Linked DNA regions of Capra hircus: region 1 is linked to region 2. Evidence: chromatin contacts called from public Hi-C data. All regions are on one chromosome and are shown on one strand. The core of a region is the stretch at or near the end of the contact, and the rest is flanking DNA. Distances in the headings are between cores, read along the strand shown.

Evidence for each region. Hi-C and Micro-C count contacts between places; a contact is called where the count stands out from the background.
Region 1: a Hi-C map of blood shows a contact between it and region 2, with 6 times the contacts expected there. The contact joins two enhancer-like sites. A contact is called at or near these places in 4 of 5 Hi-C or Micro-C datasets (blood and liver).

Annotation. Positions count from the first base shown.
Region 1 is chr18:14,734,031-14,738,931 of ARS1.2, reverse strand. No RefSeq gene overlaps it. Among named protein-coding and RNA genes, the nearest start is that of SLC7A5, 9.8 kb to the right of the region's middle. Within about 2 kb of position 3,306, at least 1 of the 5 cell types and tissues checked has an H3K27ac peak or open chromatin away from gene starts, as enhancers often do.
Region 2 is chr18:14,668,258-14,673,346 of ARS1.2, reverse strand. No RefSeq gene overlaps it. Among named protein-coding and RNA genes, the nearest start is that of KLHDC4, 19 kb to the right of the region's middle. Within about 2 kb of position 2,011, at least 3 of the 5 cell types and tissues checked have an H3K27ac peak or open chromatin away from gene starts, as enhancers often do.

The DNA of each region.
Region 1 (4,901 bases), core at 2,057-4,556, 64 kb before region 2:
AGGCGTGAGGCAGACGTGGGGCAGGTGTGGGGCAGGTGTGGGCAGACGTGGGGCAGATATGGCACAGGTGTGGGGCAGACATGGGGCAGGTGTGGAGCAGGCGTGGGGCAGGTGTGGGGCAGACATGGGGCAGGTGTGGGGCAGGCGTGGGGCAGGTGTGGGGCAGACATAGGGCAGGAGTGGGCAGATACGGCACAGGTTTGGGGCAGGAGTGGGGCAGGCGTGAGGCAGGCGTGGGGCAGGTGTGGGGCAGACATAGGGCAGGAGTGGGCAGATACGGCACAGGTTTGGGGCAGGCGTGGGGCAGGTGTGGGGCAGACGTGGGACAGGTGTGGGCAGATACGGCACAGGTTTGGGGCAGGTGTGGGGCAGGCGTAGAGCAGACATGGGACAGGTGTGGGGCAGACATGGGGCAGGAGTGGGCAGATACGGCACAGGTTTGGGGCAGATGTGGGGCAGGTGTGGGGCAGATGTGGGACAGGTGTGGGCAGATACGGCACAGGTTTGGGGCAGGTGTGGGGCAGGTGTGGGCAGACGTGGGACAGACATAGGGCAGGTGTGGGGCAGGTGTAGGGCGTGCCTGGTTCACCATGGAGAGGCAGGGAGCAACCACACTGCTCGGCCCTCACAACAGGAGGCATCGTGTAGAGGAATTAACAACATCCTCCCAGAGGTTTCTGAAATGCAGAATTGAACTTCAAGCCCCCGAAATCTGCCTCCACTGCTCCGCCCTGCCGTCCCTGCCCTGGCGTGCGTGGCGCTGTCGCCTCAGCCTCTGTGATGGAGCTGGGAGGAAGGGCCAGGTAGCCCAAGTGAGCAGCTCTGAAAACCATGGGGACAAAGAGCACAGGTCCCTTCAGAAGCGATAGGATCACAAGAGCCACCTGGACCCCGGCCCTGCTCAGCACAGCGTGGGGGGTGCGGGCTCAGTCTGGGGCAGTTTCATCGTGAGAGACAGCCCGGCTCAGGTTCCCTGACCCACAGGTTGGGTCACACCTTGGGGGTTCTGCAGTAGAAAGGCCCAGCTCCCCCGTCTGTGGAAAAGTTCAAACGTGCGTCAACAGGAAAGAAAGGTCTTCTGTTTCCGCCGTCCTTAAGATACACTCACTAACCACCGCATTGAAGATAAAAGCTGTGTATTTTTTCAGTGTTAAGATTATTCTGTCAGAATTTCCTCTGTCAGTCAGTGAGTTTGTTTTATTTTACTAGAATTGAAATAGGGAAATTATTTTTAAGCAAAGGGAAACCATCTGATCCTTTTTACTGAACTCTGGAAATCCAGAGAGGGGCCACCCTCCAGATGTGCTAGCTCCCTGAACACACAAACACAAATCAAAAGTGTGAACATCAGAAACAGGCCTGACACTCAGGCTCCACTTGCCATGGTCTCTGCCTCATTTCATAGTTTTGTAATGACACACAGCTCCACTCCAGTCTGACACCACTGTTTATTGAACACCCCCCGGCCTCGTGTACCCATTAGTGGGCAAGACTGGGAATGTGAGTGACGAGATGCCGAGCCGAGACCCCAGCCCCCATGGTGTCTGCATCAGCAGGGGAGACGGTCCAGAGATGATGGGTGGGGCGGGCCCGGCGGGGGCAAAGCGACAGGTGGCCAGGGCTCCGGGAAAAGCACCATGGGGCAGGAAGCCCGGTACCCAGTCAGGGTGGGTTTCACTGAGAAGCTGACAATGGAGCAAAGACTTGCACGAGGTGACGGGGTGGGCCGTGCAGACACCAGGATGGTTCTGGAAATTTCAGGAACAGCAGAGGCCAGCGTGGCCGAGATGCAGTGTGTGAGGGTCACAGTGGCAGGAGAGGAGGTCAGAGACTGACCAGACAGGCCACATGCAGGGATGGGGGCTTTGCTCTGAGAGGCGTGAGGACAGCTACGGGGCACATACACGTCTCACCCAGCTTCTCAAAGAGGGGAGATGTGGGGTGACAGACAAACCCCAGGTGGAAAGCCCCCCGAAGGGGGAGTGAGAAGTGCCAGGTGCAGGACACACTTGTGTCATGATCTCCAGCCCTACCAGCTGGGGGTGCGAGAGAAAGCAGGGCATCAAAGATAAGGCCAAGGGGACTTCCCTGCTGGTCCAGTGGATGAGAAGCTGTCTGCTGATGAAAGGGACATGGGTTCTATCCGTGGTCTGGGAAGACCCCACGTGCCACAGGGTAACTAGGCCCATGCACCACAACTACCGACCCTGTGGACACTACGGTCCGTGCCCCCAAAAAGAGAGGCCACCGCAATGAGAAGTCTGCAAGCAATTAAGATCAAGCACAATCAAAAATTAAAATAAATAAATATCGTAAAAAAAAAAGAATAAGGCCAAGGGCCTTGGTGCAAACAGCTTGGAGGATGGAGTTGCCCTCAGCTGAACTGGGAGGCCGAGGTGGAGAGGCCCTTGGGAGGTGAAGGAGAAAGTTGATCAAGGCTACAAATCTCCCACTCCCTGCAGCTCTTGAATTCTTGCTCATTTTCTTTCTTTCTTTCTGCCACACATGTGGCATGCAGTCCCCTGCAGTGGAAACATGGAGTCTTAACCACTGGCCCACCAGGGAAGTCCCTTTGTGGTCATTTTAAGTTTCAAGAGCTGTGCTTTTAGCCTTAGCCATCTTGTTTCTCCATTACCCACGCAGTTTCTAGAACCTAAAAGGGGCAAAACCTAAAGCAGGGGCATACGCTGAGTGGAGGAAGAGTCTCAGGCTCTCAACCAGCAGGGCAGCCCCACGGGCCACGCAGGAGCCCAAGTGCTTTGGGGCGACATGGGTGATGCCCCCAAAATGGACTGCTTGGCAATTGGACGCAGGGAGGAGGGTCTCATCCTGGGGCATCTGGGATCTCCCAAGGGAGCTGTCCAGTCACATGGGTGTGAGCAACAGAGACACCGGAGGCCTTCCCGTCACCGTGTCCACTCGGGATGGAATCACAGACAGGCCAGGACAGATCATGCCGGCGTCCTTCCTGCCTGCCCGAGCTGGCCACGGGGAGTTGGCTTAGTGCTGTGAGCCACCTCATCCTCCACGCTTCACTCCAGATGTCCCCGAGGTGGCCAGTCCGAGGAGGGAGGGGATGCTGGGTCCCGATGACCTGCAGGCTCACATCAGCGTCTAAAGGACCCTAGTGGAGGTCCCGGAAGGACAGCGACTCACCTGTTCTTCCTTCCAGGCAGAAGCTGGTTCTCTAGGGCACTTGCCCCAGCTGCTGCAGCTCTGGGCCCCATCCCCTCCCTCTCTCAGGAAAGGCTGGGCTGCCCACGGAGCTGGTGTTGGTGTTGAGAGAGAGGCTGGCGGGGGGCACAGTGCACCAGCCGGGTGGGCCTTCCCTGTGCCTGCACAGACTAACGAAACAGCGAGACCCAAGGGGGCCCCACGCGGAGGAGCTCCACCTTTTATAACACCTCACAGTGGTTTGGGGCCACTGAGACAGTGTGCCACAACCCGTAGGCTTTAAACACCTGAAGTTTGTCCTCTCGGGGTCTGGAGGCTTGCAGTCTGACGTCAGGGCCGAGCCCCCTGTAGCCTGAAGGGGAGGGTCCTTCCTCCCTCTTCCGGCTCCCGTGTCACCGGTGGTCTTGACTTGTGGCCGCATCTGCCCAGCCTCTGCCTCCACCAGCACCTGATGTCCTTCGTCATGTGGCCGTTTCTTACGAGGACTCCAGTTGTACGGGGTTAGGGGTCACCCTGCTCTGCGACGACCTCCTCCTAACTAGTTCTACCTGCAGTGGCCCTACGTCCAGAGGAGGTCAGGTTCTGAGGCTCTGGGGTTAAGACTGCAGCGCCCTGTTTTGGGGGGGACACTCTTCAACTGTAACAGTGGGCAGGGCAGCAGCACATCCCAGAGGAGCCCCCCACCCCAGGGTGGGGCAGGAAGGGAGCAGAAGCGTAGACTGTATTTTATCCGCGTGAAGAAATCGGACTAGAGTCCAGTGGCCAGTCCTCTGCTGGTCAAGCCAGGCGCCTGGAGCAAAGACCGGGAGGGGGACTCTGCATCGCAAACCCAGATGTGTGGGGATAGGACCCGGATGGGCGGCCAGGCCTGACCAGGGGCCAGAGCTCATCACGGGGTGGCCGTGGGTGGGCCGCATGTCTCCTCTGACACCAGCTGAGCTCTGCCCAGAAGGTCGAGGGCAGAATCGGGGCACCTAGCCGGCCAGTCCCCAGGCCCTGGAAGGTCACTGTCTCACCCTCACACCAGGCCACCAGCCACAGCTCTGTCAGGCATGGGGGCTTCACCCTGCTACCTCACCCACCCTGCAGAAGCCAGAGGTGATGCTGCACCCTGCGTGGATGGGGACCCCGAATCCTGGAAACGGAGTTGCATTTCCCACCCCCAACCCCGAAGCTCCATTAGCCTCTCCATTAGACGCAGAGTCGGGGTTTGAACCCAGGGCTTCTGACTGTACGCCTGCATGTTTTTTGTGTGTGTTTTTTTTAAGGTACAAATCCACATAATATGGGCTTCCCAGGTGGCAAAGTGTTAAAGAATCTGCTTGCAATGCAGAAGACGCAAGAGACATGGGTTTGATCCCTGGGTTGGGAAGAACCCCTGGAGAAGGAAATGGCAACCCAGTTCAGTATTGTGGCCCAGAGGATCCCATAGGCAGAGGAGCCTTGTGGGCTACAGTCCCTGGGGTCTCAAAGAGTTGGACAGGACTAAGAACATAAACACACCCCCCCACACACATAATATGAATTTAACCATTAACCATTTTAAAGGGAACAGTTTGGTGGCGTTTAGGGTGTTCACACTGCTGTGCAAACTTCACCATCATCTGGTTCCAAGAAGTTTCATCACCACAAACTTGCTGCCATTCACTCCCACGCCCCTCTCCCGCCCCAGGTACCTCCAACGTACTTGGTATCTCTCCAGCCCCAACATCCTTTGTCATTTCATG
Region 2 (5,089 bases), core at 762-3,261:
ATAAAGGGGAAGGCCTCTCCCCGGAGGGCCCCTGCTTGGTTACAAAATCAGCCCCAAGGTTAACAGCTTAAAACAATTTGTTATGAGGGCTCCTGGCTCCCAGCAGTTGGGCTCAGCAGGCGCTTCTTGCCTAGGGTCTCACATAGCTGCAATCGCGGGCAGGTAGACCTGGAGTCTAGAATCATCTGCTTCTTGGTCCTGGGCTGGTGTGGCTGGAGTTTTGGGGGCTGGGCGGACATCTTTCTCTCCATGCAGCCTTTCCATGGGGCTTCCCAGACCCTGAGGGTCTCCCTGTGGTCAGAAGCCTTACAGGGAAATTCTGGGGTCCAGGAGTGACTGTCCCAGGACAGGAAATGGAAGCTACCAACCTCCTATGGTCTGGTCACCACAGGCACCAAATCACTTCCTCCAGGTTCCCTGGAAAACTTGTTGTCCTAGTTCCAAGGCCACTGAGCAGGAAGAACTCTCTCTTACTCAGAAGAGGTTGGCCTTTTTGTTCTATTCAGGCCTTTGACAGATTAGATGAGGCCTACCCACACTACAGAAGGCAATCTGCATACTCAGTCCACAAATTTACATGTTACTTTCATCCAAAGACATCCTTAGGGAAATACTTAGAATTGTGTTGGAACACAAAGCTGTGGCCCAGTCAAGCTGACATAAATAAGATTAATCCTCGAACTTTTGCTGCTTCTTCCAGCTTCACCCTGGTGGGCTCAGATGGTAAAGAATCTGTCTGCAATGCAGGACACCCAGGTTCGATCCCTGGGTTGGGAAGATCCCCTTGAGAAGGGCATGGCAACCCACTCCAGTATTCTTGCCTGGAGAATCCCAGGGACAGAGGAGCTTGGCAGGCTACAGTCCATGGGGCTACGAAGAGTCAGACACAATTGAGCGACTAACACTTGCGGTTTCTTCAAGCTCCTGGGGCTCCTGGTGTTTCCTGGCTTATGCTGTATCACTCCAACACCTGCTTCTGCGCTCACATGGTCCCTGGAAGAGTCAGCATCTGTGCGTCTCAAATCTGCCTCTTTTGCCTCTTTAAGGATACAAATTAATTAGATCTGCAAAGACCCTGTTTTCCAATAAGGTCACATTCCCAGGTCTCCGGGGTCAGGACTTGGACATTTTTTTTTTGGGGGGGGGGACACTATTCTGCCTCATGCTGGGTGAGGGTGGGCCCTAAAGCCAGTGACTGGCGACTTTGTGTGAAGACATGGAGACACAGAGAGGAAAAAGCCATGTGAGGCTGGACAGAGGTTGGAAAGGTGCAGTTAGAAGCCCGGACGCCAAGGCCTGCTGGCCACCAAAAGCTGGAGGGTTAAGGAAGGCCCCTCTCCTCGAGGGGAGGCCCCATGTCTGACCTCTGCTTCTGTTGTCGCCTCTCCTCCTCTGACCTCCCATCTCCCTGATAAAGATCCACGTGATGAGATCGGGACCCTCAGATGATCCGGGGCCATGTCTCACCTCAAGGGCCTCACTTTATCCCACCTGCAGAGCTTCTTTTGCCACGTGAGGCCGCACATCCACAGGTCCCCCTGGGGCAGGTCGTGGTCACCCTACCCACCTCCCCAGACTCCTGCTGCTCCGCAGTGGCCAGAGTGCCCTTTCCCTAGGTGCCAGGCCCCTTTGTGTCACAGCCCGGCATACTGCCCTGGTGCTTAGAACAGAGTCCAAACCCCTCCTCACGTCCACTGCCCTGTGGGAAGCTGCCCTGCCTCTCCCCCAGCCCCCTCTCAGGGCACAGTGTGTCTGACACCAGGTCACCCCAGCAGGGCCCCTCCGGCCTCTGCCCCGCAGGAGACCCCATCCTGCCTACTGGGCTGGCCTGTTTACTTCATTCACACACTGCTCATTGCCCCAGGTTACCTGTGGGTCCGTGCACCTGTTCCTGTCCGTCCCCCTCTGAGGACCAGCTGTGAGTTCTGTGAACACCTCGGCCTCTGAGTGCCCGGAGCCCGCGGACCACGCTCGCCAAATGTTGTAAAGTGTCGAGGGATTCCAGCAGAGGCCGCCCAGCTCAAGCCGGCCCGTCGCCGGTCTTGGCACAATGTGCCGTCCGGTCCTTGGCCAGTTATTCAGACATACAAAGGGCTCTTGGCCTCGGCTGGGGACAACAGAAGGGGCAGTGTTGGCGCCAGGGCCCCAGGTCTCAGCCCCTGGAGTTTCATTCTGCCGCTTCAGCAGAAGCCATTCCCGCCAACTCTCACCAACGACCCCAGGGAGGGAGGCGCCTGCTTCTCCCTTGTCCCCCCCGAACCCTGTGCCATCTGGGAATCTTGCTCCTCTGACCTCCACTCCCAGATCCCAACTTGGCCTTGGCTACCGGCAGCGGACGATAATATTTATTGGTGGGGTGCCACGGCCTGGCTCAGCTCTGTGACCGTGAGACAAATAACACCCACATCTTGGCAGCAGAGTGTGGCCCGTTCCTCCTGGGTGGGAGAGCCTTGGGGAGCCAGAGGGTGTGATGCTCGGAGACCAGTGGCAGCCAAGCCCAGGAAGCAGCCACGGCCAGGTCCCAGCACATTCGCTGTGCCTACCCCGAGGCCCAGGGCCCTTCACACAGTCTGGCATGCTTGTTAATTATAGCGAGTTAAAAGATTATCTCTGGAGAAAGCACTGTTGCAGGATTTTTGCTTACGGCTGAAGAGATGTGCTCACCAGCCAACAGATGGAAGGCCAGTGAGGCGAGTCTTCTCTAGGTTCTGCAGAGAAATGGAAAACAATGTGGAGATCTGGAGACCCCAAGGTGCCCAGCAAAGAGGCCAAGAGCAAGCTTCCACGGGAGAGGGTCCAAGGTGCCTGTAATGATCACATGTAGCCTCTGAGAGGCTGGGGGCTGCTGTGGGGGTCTGCCATCAGAAGCCCCTCACCCACCCTCCCCACTCACAGTGAGCACGTGACATGTTTCACACAGTGTATTTCTGCCTCCTCATTAAGCCTCCTTTATGGCGCAGGGTGGACATTTGAAACTGACCCGTGACTGCCTCGTGGATGCAGGGACCTCGTGTTCCACCAGGGACCACGGCCTCGGATGCTCGGGGCATGACCCGCTCCCCTCTCCTGGCCTCGTTTGTTGAAACTTGCAGGATCCTATGTGCTAATTCCCAAAGAATGAAACAGCCAGAGGGACCCAAGAATGCTGGGCTCTCGTTCCAGTGGATTAACAGCCCATTCAACCCGACCGGACAAGTCTGAGAGGCTGCTTCTTTCCAGCTTCACGCCCCTGCTGGTCTTGGTTCCTCTTGCCTCCCAGGCCTGAGTCCCAGGTTGGAATCAAGGAAAGCGCCGAATGCAAACGTGTGGGCCGTGCAGGACGGGAGGAGAGAGCGCGAGCAGCGCCTGACACCGCTCTCTGGTCCACAGATCCATTCGGCTTTTAGAAATGAAGCTGAGGAACCATAGCTCCTCAGGGCTGATGGAGACAAATGAGGGAGAGGGGAGGGTGTGGATGAGAGGGGGTTGTTCCACTTACCGTGTGTGTGTGTGTGTGTGTGTGTGCGTGTGTGTTTCGTGTTACAAGCACATAAGGCCAACATCAGGAGGGCGTCTGTGAAACAGGAAAAGCCTTTGTACCAGGCCTCCTGCTAAAAGCTCATGAACATGAAATTCACATAAGAAGCAACAGAAAAGTGTCAAGGTCAAATTCCATACACAAGTTACTACAAGAAAAACAAGAACAGGCCACAGAGCGACACTCCTCACAGAGGAGGAACGAGAAGACTGAGAAGGAGGCATCTGCAAAGAGATAAACCCGAAACTCGCTGTCTCAAAATGAGCGAAAAAGTTTCACACAATGATACAAGGCCTGAGAAAAACACCATTGTAAGTCAATTTTTACAACTCACAAATGAGAGACTCAAGAAAAGAATTTAAAACAGGAAAGAAACTTCCTTGACAGGCAGTACAGTGGACAGGACTCTTGCTTCCGAGGCAGGGGCCAAGGTTCTACCCCTGGTTGGAAAATGAAGATGCTGCATGGCCAAAAGAAAAAAGAAAATAAAAAATCATTTCCTACGTGAGGACTAAATTACGAGGAATCCAAGAGTAAATAAACACAATAAATAATGCTCTAAGAGAAGTAGAAGGTAAAGAGAAGTTTTTTAAAACTGAAAAGGAAACAAAGATTGTGGGACAAATTAATTAAGGGACATTCTAAATTTGCCATCCCAGGGGTCCTTGAGACCCCTAGTGAGCTCCTGGAGGAAATGAGGTCGCTCAAGCCGCAGAGGCTGGCTTTTTAGAATATACATATATTTTCCAGATTCGTTTCCCTTGTAGGTTATTACCGAATACTGAGCACAAAACTCCCCGTGCTATAGAGCAGGTCCCTGTTAGTTGTCTATTCTAGCTCTGGTAGTGTGTTCACTTTTGCTCTGCATTCCCAGTGCAGGGGGCCTGGAGTTGATCCCTGAGCAGAGAACTAAGATCCCACGTGCTGCAAATGCAGCCAAAGAAAAGAAGACTAGCCTCCATTTTTTAAGCAGTTAGAGGTTCCCGGAGGCCCTATTCAGCCTGCGCCCGGGGAACTCTGGGCCCCACAGCCCTGCACCTATCACCATCAGGAGCCCACACGGGCATGTCACTGCCACCCAGGCCGTTTACGACCACGTTTGGGGGTAATTTCTGCTTCACTGCCACGTGGTAGGAGAGGGTTTGTTGGGTCTCATTGTCCTGAGTAGATGAAGTGAGAGTGGGGTAACCACAGGAAACTGGGAGAAGGGACGGTCCCTGAGCCAGGGGACAGCCCCTGAGCCAGGGGACAGCTGAGCAGGAGCTGGCAGCTGCCACAGGTGTCACTGTGCCCCCGACCTCTGCTGGGTTCGAAATCTTCCCCGGGTGAAGACCCTGCAGCCTGGGGCTTGGGACCCCAGGTTCTGGCTGCAGACTCAGCAGCTCTTTGTGCTGTGTCTGGAGGTTCCTAGATTTACAAAGTAAAGCCAGGGGTATTCTGCGGGGCCAGCACGGGGGAAGGGAAATGGAAAGATGACTGCAGGGGCAGCTGTGCGGAATGAACTGTCTGGGGCCTGGGGAGGAGCGGGGAGGAGAGGGACAGCCGTGGGCACGGAGCCCACAGGTGGAGCCT